Regions from separate parts of the Sus scrofa genome. Here region 1 is linked to region 2. Evidence: chromatin contacts called from public HiChIP or PLAC-seq data. All regions are on one chromosome and are shown on one strand. The core of a region is the stretch at or near the end of the contact, and the rest is flanking DNA. Distances in the headings are between cores, read along the strand shown.

Region 1 (4,168 bases), core at 707-3,206, 200 kb before region 2:
AAAAAATTACATATAATAAACAAAAATCTTGAGTAAGGTGTTAAAAAATCAATTAAAACTCAAAGCTCAAAAGAACATATAAACTCTGTGATTCCATTTATATAAAACGCAAACCCATCTATACTGACAAGAAAGCAAGCCAGTGGTTGCCAATTGCTAGAGATGAACTACAAAGGGGCACAAGATCTTGTGGGTGATAGAAACGTTCTGTATGACTGTAATGGATGCAAATAATTACAGAAACATATTAACTGATACACTTTAAATGGATGGAATTTATTGCACTAAAGTAATCCTTTGTGAACCTGGTAAGAAGAAAAAGAAAAACTACAACTCAAATTAATCAGACATTAGATGAGATATATTTAGGCATAAATGGAAAAGTTACACAAATGACAGCAATTTTAGAGGGCTAAAACCAAACTTCTAGTTTCCCTCTTTTCATCTAATTAGCTCTCGGTACCTAGAGTCACTATCATTTTTTCCCCGAGATATTATGTGCAGGTAAAAGCTCATTTCATAACTTATCCTTGCCCCATCCCCATGCTATCCAATTCTTCCCATTTCCTAACAATCTCTGGCAGGTAGCTCATTTTCTTAATCTGTGTAATGGGAATAACATTATCTACCTCACAGGTATAGCAAGAGCTTAAAAGTAATTGCCTTGCCTTAGTCATTTTCTACACATTATACTCCTTGAAGGCAGATCTGTAAAAAGGTCCGAGGCAATCAAAACTAGGCTCCACAGACACAGGTGCAGAAGACAAAAAGGAGTAACTTTTCCAAGTGTGCCCCTTACAAAAGTATTCCTAGTACCCTCTAGAATACGATCTATAAGTTCAAGACAGAGCAAGGTTTAAGGACAATACCAGGAGATCTAAATCTCAAGATCCCTGTGCCACTAATACTGGGAGGTATACCCGAGGATTCTGAGGGCTGCCACCTTAATGCGAAGTGACTCACGAGCAAGTAGAGTAACTGTTCAAACTCTGAACTCGGAGGTGGTTCAGGGAAGTCCGCGCAGCCCGCTGCTCTAGAAAGGCTGCAACTGCTGAAAGTAGCAAAATGGCTTTTGTTGGGCCTAACCGCCTTCCGGAGCACCCCCAAAGTCAGAGCAGAAGTGAACTAACTGCTAAACCTAGTTGCCAGAATCCACTGGAAGTCGCTGCAATTGGAGAAATCATGAGTTTGCCGCCTTATCAAGTTTAAAACAATAAGTAACCCCAACTCCCACTTACAAAATACCCTACTGTTTCCTCTTGCTCCCCTGCCTCATCGTGGGGAATGGAACGAGAAGACCAGGCTTCCTGCTCCGCCCATAGAAGGCCCGGAATCAGCTAGGGGCTAAAAATTGGGGACGGATAAAGCTACCTCTGGCCACAGACTCTACAATGAGATGGTGTAATCCCAGCGTCAGACCCGTTCAGGCCCTCACACTGGGGCCCAGAGATCCGCGGGGCACCGCAGCAGCAGCATTCGTGGGACTAGGAGAACGGTAGGTGGCCAACCTCACCTGCCGCTTGTTCATCCGCCGCACATCGTCCAGAAAATCTAGAGACAGCATGGCGCGGCTGGCGAGGGGACGCGAGCAGTAGGAGAGACGAACTGTGTTACCAGCGGCAGGAACGGCTGGCTCACCGGCCGCGCTCACACTGGACAGGACCCCGCGGCGCCCGCACTTCCGCTTCCGGGGCGGAACCGGGGCAGCCCTGCCCCTTCGCTGCGGAAAACAGACAAAGGGACGCGTGACCTTCCTAATCCAGCCTCTTGGCCTAGCTTCGCTGTAGAAGGGCTTTCGTATCCGGTACCTCGGCTGCTGCAAACAGACCGAAACCCACTTCCCCACCTCAGCCCCGCGGCCCCACACGGAGGCGGCCACTCGGGTTTAGCTAGAAGGCCTCCCTGCAACCTCCAGAAGGCGGGCCCTGGTGCACACCTGGCTAATAGGGAGCTGTGTCTCTGGGGTTTGCGAGTAGAACCGGCCTGTGATTGGCTGGCGCGTTCAAGCCGGGGCCGCGGGCCTGGGTGTGGCCCTGGACATTTCCCCAGCCCGGCCTCCTCTGGTAGGGCTGGTCTACCGAGCTAAGGGAAACTGAACGGCTCTGTTTCAGTAGTGCTGTTGGGTAAGGGCGGAATATATGAGAGACTTGCAAAGCACTGCCTGAACCTTTCAGGAGTTTAGGAAACTCTTGGTTTGAGAGAAAACAACCCGGTAGGATTAGAAAACTAATGTGACAGTGTGAAAAGACCATCTGTGGTGCGGATTGTCAGGTAGTCAGTCCCTTCCTCCTTTATTTTGACCTAACAGGATCTGATAGTATCCCTGAGAAGAATCTCCTGTTTTGTTTTTTGTTTTTTTTTTACCTTGGGCACCACAAGGTGACTCTTATCGCTTATTGCTGTCTGTACAGCTCTTCCTTGGCTTACCTCCCAATGAAACCATCATAAATTGAAATTATAAGTTGGGAGTTTCCATTGTATCTCAGAGGGTTAAGAAGCCGGCTAGTATCCCTGAGGATGCGGGTTGGATCCCTGGCCCCCAGCTTTTTAACAGTACCAGACTCTTTTCTTCATATGTTTTAACACGTACAAACAATACATGCGTACATTCTCATTGTAAAAGATTAAAACATGACAGGCAATCTAGCCACTCCACTGCTGGCTATATACCTGAAAGAATTCAAAGCAGGGTCTTGAAGAGCTGTTTGTATACCCATGTTCATAGCAGCATTATTCACAATATTTAAAAAGTGGAAGCAACTCAAATGTCCCTTAATGAAGGAATGAATAACAAAGGAAGTATAAACATACTATGGAATATTATTATGGCTTAAAAAGGAATGAAGTCCTATATGCTACCACATGGGTGAACCTTGAGAACATTATTCTAAGTGAAATAAGCCGAATACAAAAGGACAAATACTGTCTGAGTCCCTTATATGAGGTACCTAGAAGTAGTCAGATTCAGAGACAGAAAGTAGAACAGTGGTTCAAGGGTTAGGGGGAGGAGGAAATGGGGAGTTGCTTAATGGATACAGAATTTTAATTTTTCAGGATGGAAAAGTTCTGGAGATTGCTTGCACAGCAATGTGAATGTACTTGACACCACTGAACTCTACTCTTAAAAATAGGTAAGATGGTACATTGTTTGTTATGTGGATTTGACCACAATTTGAAATTAAAAAGCGAGTAGAATGTGATGGTTCTTTTTGCTCTTAGAGAGTCTTTTAGAGAGTCTTAGAGAGTCTCTCCCCTCTCTAAACCCATCATCACTATTAAAAGTTTTGGAGAGTTCCCCTTGTGGCTCAGCAGTAACTAACCTGACTAGTATCCATGAGGACTCAGTTTCAATCCCTGGCCTTGCTCAATGGGTTAAGGATCCATCATTGCTGTGAACTGTGGTGTAGGTTGAAGACACAGCTCAGATCTTGTGTTGCTGTGGCGTAGCTGCAGTTCTGATTCTACCCCTAGACCAGGAACCTCCATATGCCTCAGATGTGGCCCTGGAAAGCAAAAATAAATAAATAAATAAATAAATAAATAAATAAAGGTTTTTGCTGGAGTTGCCGTCGTGGCACAGTGGTTAACAAATCTGACTAGGAACCATGAGGTGGCCGGTTCAAACCCTGGCCTTGCCTAGTGGGTTAAGGATCTGGCGTTGCTGTGAGCTGTGGTGTAGGTTGCAGACGCGGCTCAGATCCTGCATTGCTGTGGCCCTGGCGTAGGCCGGTGGCTACAGCTCTGATTAGACCCCTAGCCTGGGAACCTCCATATGCCGAGGGAGCGGCCCTAGAAAAGGCAAAAAGACAAAAAAAAAAAAAAAGTTTTTGCTTTTGTTTTTTTGGCCACACCCTCAGTATTCTGAAGTTCCAGGGCCAGAGCCTAGGCTGTAGCAAAGAGCAGCAGTGACAACACAGGATCCCTAACCCACTGTGCCTCCAGGTAATTCCAACAATTTTCCCTTATAGTGCTTTTTCCCCATGTACTTAAAGTTTACACTCATTTTTTCACATAATTGGGATCACACTATACATTTCCTTTCAGTTTTTGCTCTCTTCCACTTCAGTGAGTTCTCTAGTCACATGACTGGGCAAATATCTCCTAATCTATCAGCATTTTTCCAACATGAGATCCCTGGACCAGTGATATATCAAGTTATCTACAGGCT
Region 2 (4,467 bases), core at 1,531-4,030:
TTGCATTTAGCTATTTGAGGGCAAAGCCTGGGTTTTACTCATTCTAGTGTCCCCTGACTCTGAGCCCTTCAAAGCCCTGCCCGGTGCCTGGAGCACTGCTTTTTGCCAAATGAATGGAGTGAATAAATATTGGTTCTCCTGTGCATGTGGGAAGCCCCTCTGCCTACCGGGAAGGCCTGGCTCTGTGAGCCCTTGGCTGTGGGTTGGGCTCCCATACAGCCAGCCTCTCCCTGGCTGGGCCACCATTCCCATGACTGTGTGCTCCTGAGCAGCTTGTCCTTTGGCCCAAGACCAGGGCTGAGCTCTTCTTGCTCCAAACCTCCCCAGCAGAGGCCAGAGCTTCCCAACCCACTGGAGCCAAAAGCTACCCACAGGCTTAGCAGTAAGATCCAGGGCCCCCGGAAACCATTGTATCCCCTGCTGACCTGAGATCCTGGTGGAACAGAGAAGAAAAACTTAGGGAGAAGGAAGTCATAATAACAGCTGCTAGTTAAGGAGCAAGGACTATGTGCTTACTTCATCTTCACAACAGCCCTATGGGGAAAATACTGTCATTATCCCCCTCCCTTTTTAAAAACTGAAATATAGTTGATTTAGAATGTGTTAATTTCTGCTGTAGCAGAGTGATTTGAAGGTGTATGTGTGTGTGTGTATTTAATCAAAAGGCAAAACAAAACACAACTAACCCCACCACCACCCCAAACCAGATTAATTTCCATAAGTGGGAAATCCAGAGGCTTCAGGTCCTGCTGGATTCAGGTACTCAACATTACCTGGGATTTGCCTTACTTATATCCTGGTTCTGTGTTCTCAGGATTGGCTTTTGTCTTAGTTTTGTGTAGGTCTCTTGAAGTATGGCAAAGAGGTACCAGGCTTACATCCAACCAACTTAGCAACCTTAGCAGAGAGAGAGAGAAAGGGAGCCTGATTTCCATTAATTGCAGAAGGAAATCCAAGAGTGGGCTCTTTTTAGCCTGGCTTGAAGTATCTGCCATCCTTGAACAGGTAGCCAGGGAGGATACATGACTTTGGGAGGCCAAACCTGGAGCCTCTGGGCTGAGAGTGCAAGAGGGGTGCTTTCCCAAAGGGAATTAAAAGTTTGTTCCCCACAAAAAAGACCAAAAAAAAAAAAAAAAAAAAAAAAAAGCCAGAAAAGGAGTTCCCATCGTAGCTGAATGGAAATGAATCTGACTAGTATCCATGAGGATGGATATAGGTTCGTTCCCTGGCCTTGCTCAGTGGGTTAAGGATCCTGCGTTGCTTTGAGCTGTGGTGTAGGTCACAGACGTGGCTTGGATCTGATGTTGCTGTGGCTGTGGTGTAGGCCCGCAGCTGTTGCTCCAATTTGACCCCTAGCCTTGGAAGCTCCCTATGCTTGGGGTGAAGCCCTAAAAAAAAAGAGAGAAAAAAATTAAACAGCTTTTTCCCAAAAGAAGTAATGGAAGGGACACCGGGCAGTCCAAGCAGCTGTGTCCACCAGAGACCCCACCCGCCTTGTCTCCCATTCCAGCACTGAAAGTATCACCCAGCTTGCTGCTATGTCCATCCCCTCGTCAGTGTTAGCTATGTGTCTTTCCTCCCTTTTTCCAAGAATGTGCACACACCTGCTACTTACCTCTCTCCCTGGATCACTCTTTGGGCCCATGGACTCGTAGACCATTGGGCTGGGAGGAAGCTCATTGATCTTTGGGCCTCCCCTTTGTATTATAGGTGGTCAAACCACCCCCCAGAGAGGGGAAGTGACTTAGGCACAATTTTGCAGTGAGTTAAGTCAGAACTGGGGATAGAACCGAGTTGTTGTACTGGCAGTCATGTGATGTTTTCTTCCTCATACTTGTAGAAGTCAGTGACATCATGTGTCCCTTCCAAATACTGAAAGTATCCCTAATAACAGTAGTGGTAAATTTGAAATCTATTAATGGTTGCTAAAGACTTTGAGACTGGGAGTTCCCATTGAGGTGCAGCAGAAACAAATCTGACTAGTATCCATAAGGATGTGGGTTCAACCCCTGGGCTCACTCAGTGGGTTAAGGATTCAGTGTTGCCATGAACTGTGGCGCGGGTGGCTCAGATCCTGTGTTGCTGTGGCTGTGGTGTAGGCCAGCAGCTGCAGCTCCAATTCAACCCCTAGCCTTAGAACTCCCATATGGCACAGATACTCCCCTAAAAAGCAAAAAAAAAAGACTTTTAGATTGGATGTTCAGTCAAGAGAGAAGCAGTAAGGGAGGTGGGTTTATCATTAACCAGGCTCAGCATTTCCTAGCCAAACACTAACTGTTCCCTGGCCCCTGGAGGCTCTGTTCTCCAGTTAGTGTATTAGCGAGTGGCCTCCTTAGCAAAGGCAGGTGGGAATGAGGGTGGATTTCAGACCAATGCTCCATGGCCACAGAGTTCCCATTCTCAACAAGGTTCACTAATCACAAAACTTCCTTCACACCCTGCCCTCCCCCCACATGCGTGCATGAGCACGAACACACACACACACACACACACACACACACACACACACACACACACGTCAAGCTTGGGGCTTGTCCTCAAGCTGAGAGTGGCTTTGTTAATGCTGAATCGAACGGAAGACTCAGGAGTTTTCTTTCTGTTCTTTCCATGAATCATGTGGACCAAGTCCAAGGCCTTGGCCCATGTCTGCCTGGGGAAGTCTCTGAGCTAGCTTAGATTTTCACAATCCAAGCTGCTTCCTGCTGGGCCACGGTCCAGCTCATCGCTTCTCCAGGAAGCTGAGTCTGCCTGGGACTCCTTCAGCCTTCCATCTCCCCTGGCACAGCCAACGTGGCAGCCACCTCCTGGCTGCATCATCTTGATTAGTCATTCTGCCTTGGCTCCATCTCCCTTCTAGTAACTTTCCACCCCCACGATCACCTCCCTCCAGGCTCCCACATCCTTCCTGGTTCTGGCTGAGCCTGGAGCACACACTCACTCGTTCCTTCCCTATCATCACTCCAACCTCTAGAACATGCACCCACTCCCTAACTCTGCAGTGCTGCTTAAATATTCTCTCTGAGGAACCCCTAGGGAGAGAGAAAATGTTTTCACCTCCCAAGGGTTTCGGGGTGTCTGCCTGGTGCATACTCTGCAATCCCCAATGGTTATCAGTGCCAAATTTGGCCAAAAATAATAAAAAAGATCAGATAAGGACGAAAATGTGCCACTGGATCTAATAATTAAGGTGTAACTGTAGTGAGCAGGATTTTCAGAGGAAGAAATGGAAAGTAAATGGAAATGGGGTGGCTGCTGAAACGAGGGAGATGGGACGATGGAACTGGAGCGATCTTAGGAGAATGTGGCATCTGCAGAGGCCTCAGAAGGAGACTTACACAGAGACAGGCATGAGGGGCAGAGCGGTGAGGCCATTCTGGGGGAAAGGACAGCATGAGCAGGAAGTCAGGAGGCATGTCGGAGTTCCCATCATGCTCAGTGGAAACAAATCTGACTAGCATCCATGAGGATGCAGATTTGATCCCTGGCCTTGCTCAGTGGGTCGGGGATCCTGCACTGCTGTGGCTGTGGTGTAGGCCAGCAGCTACAGCTCTGATTCAACCCCTAGCCTGGGACCCTCCATATGCTTCAAGTGGAGCTCTAGAAAGACCAAAAAAAAAAAAAAAAAAAAAAAAAGAGGCATGTCCCCCTAATTTATCTGACCTTAGCGTAAGTTCCTTCTTCCCTCCTGTGCTCTTGGTGGCAGGCTGGATATTGCAGCCATCCCCTCTGAGGAATTTTCCAGCTCTGGGATTTTGTGGTTCATTGTGGCTGGGGGCTAGTGACAGGGCTCTGTGTACAGGGTCTAGGCCTTGAGGGCTGGGGGTTTGGGGACTGCCAAGCAGTCTCAGGAAGTCATCAGAAGCTCTGGCTTAGCTCCCTCCAGGGAGAGGAGGCAGCAGGGCCAGGTCCTTGGTGGGTTTAGTTTTGCCTTCGGAGCCTGTTTCCTGGGAAGATGGAGTTGGCTCAGAGGGTCTGGTCTAGACTCTAGAGCAGTGATTCTTAGAGGACAGTGTCCAAACCAGCAATATCTAGAAAGGCCAAACTCTCAGGCCCACCCCAGACCTACTGAATCTGAAACTCTCTGGGTTGGGGCTCAGAAATATGCATTTCTAATAAATCCTCAGGTGAAGCTGCTGGCCCAGGGTCCACACTTTGAGAACCACTGGCCTAGAGGCATTCTAATTTCCTTCTCCCTTGAGTGAGGGTGAGCACTAGTACTAGTAGACCAGCCTGCTCTAAATTTCCATGGAGCAGTGGTGGGCACGCCCTTGGGGCTGCTGTGCCCCGGGCTAAGATGCTCCCCTGCAGGGCTGCCTCTCCTAAAGACAAAGAAATGAGGCTCCAGGACTGGCTCCAGAACAAACCTCCTCAGGGTCATGGCAGGGCCTCAGCAATCTGATTCGTGGCCAGGAGGTACTCTGTCCGTCTGGGCAGGTAACCAGTATCTCACAGCCTCGGTGTGCCCTT

The links. HiChIP or PLAC-seq counts read pairs in DNA pulled down with a chosen protein or histone mark.
Region 1: a contact with region 2 is called in an H3K27ac HiChIP or PLAC-seq map of alveolar macrophages. The contact joins the promoter of SEC11A here to the enhancer-like site in region 2. A contact is called at or near these places in 1 of 47 Hi-C or Micro-C datasets (heart right ventricle) and 2 of 2 datasets of contacts at active chromatin or transcription factors (alveolar macrophages and skeletal muscle).

Annotation. Positions count from the first base shown.
Region 1 is chr7:52,827,055-52,831,222 of Sscrofa11.1, reverse strand. SEC11A (signal peptidase complex catalytic subunit SEC11A) reads right to left here and starts at 1,956. Exons shown (of 7, transcript XM_021098904.1): 1 at 1,937-1,956; 2 at 1,514-1,720. The coding sequence starts at 1,564.
Region 2 is chr7:52,627,839-52,632,305 of Sscrofa11.1, reverse strand. All of the region lies in intron 8 of SLC28A1 (solute carrier family 28 member 1), which reads left to right. Among named protein-coding and RNA genes, the nearest start is that of SLC28A1, 23 kb to the left of the region's middle. Within about 2 kb of position 2,780, at least 46 of the 83 cell types and tissues checked have an H3K27ac peak or open chromatin away from gene starts, as enhancers often do. A contact at or near this core is called in alveolar macrophages and skeletal muscle, where this site is marked.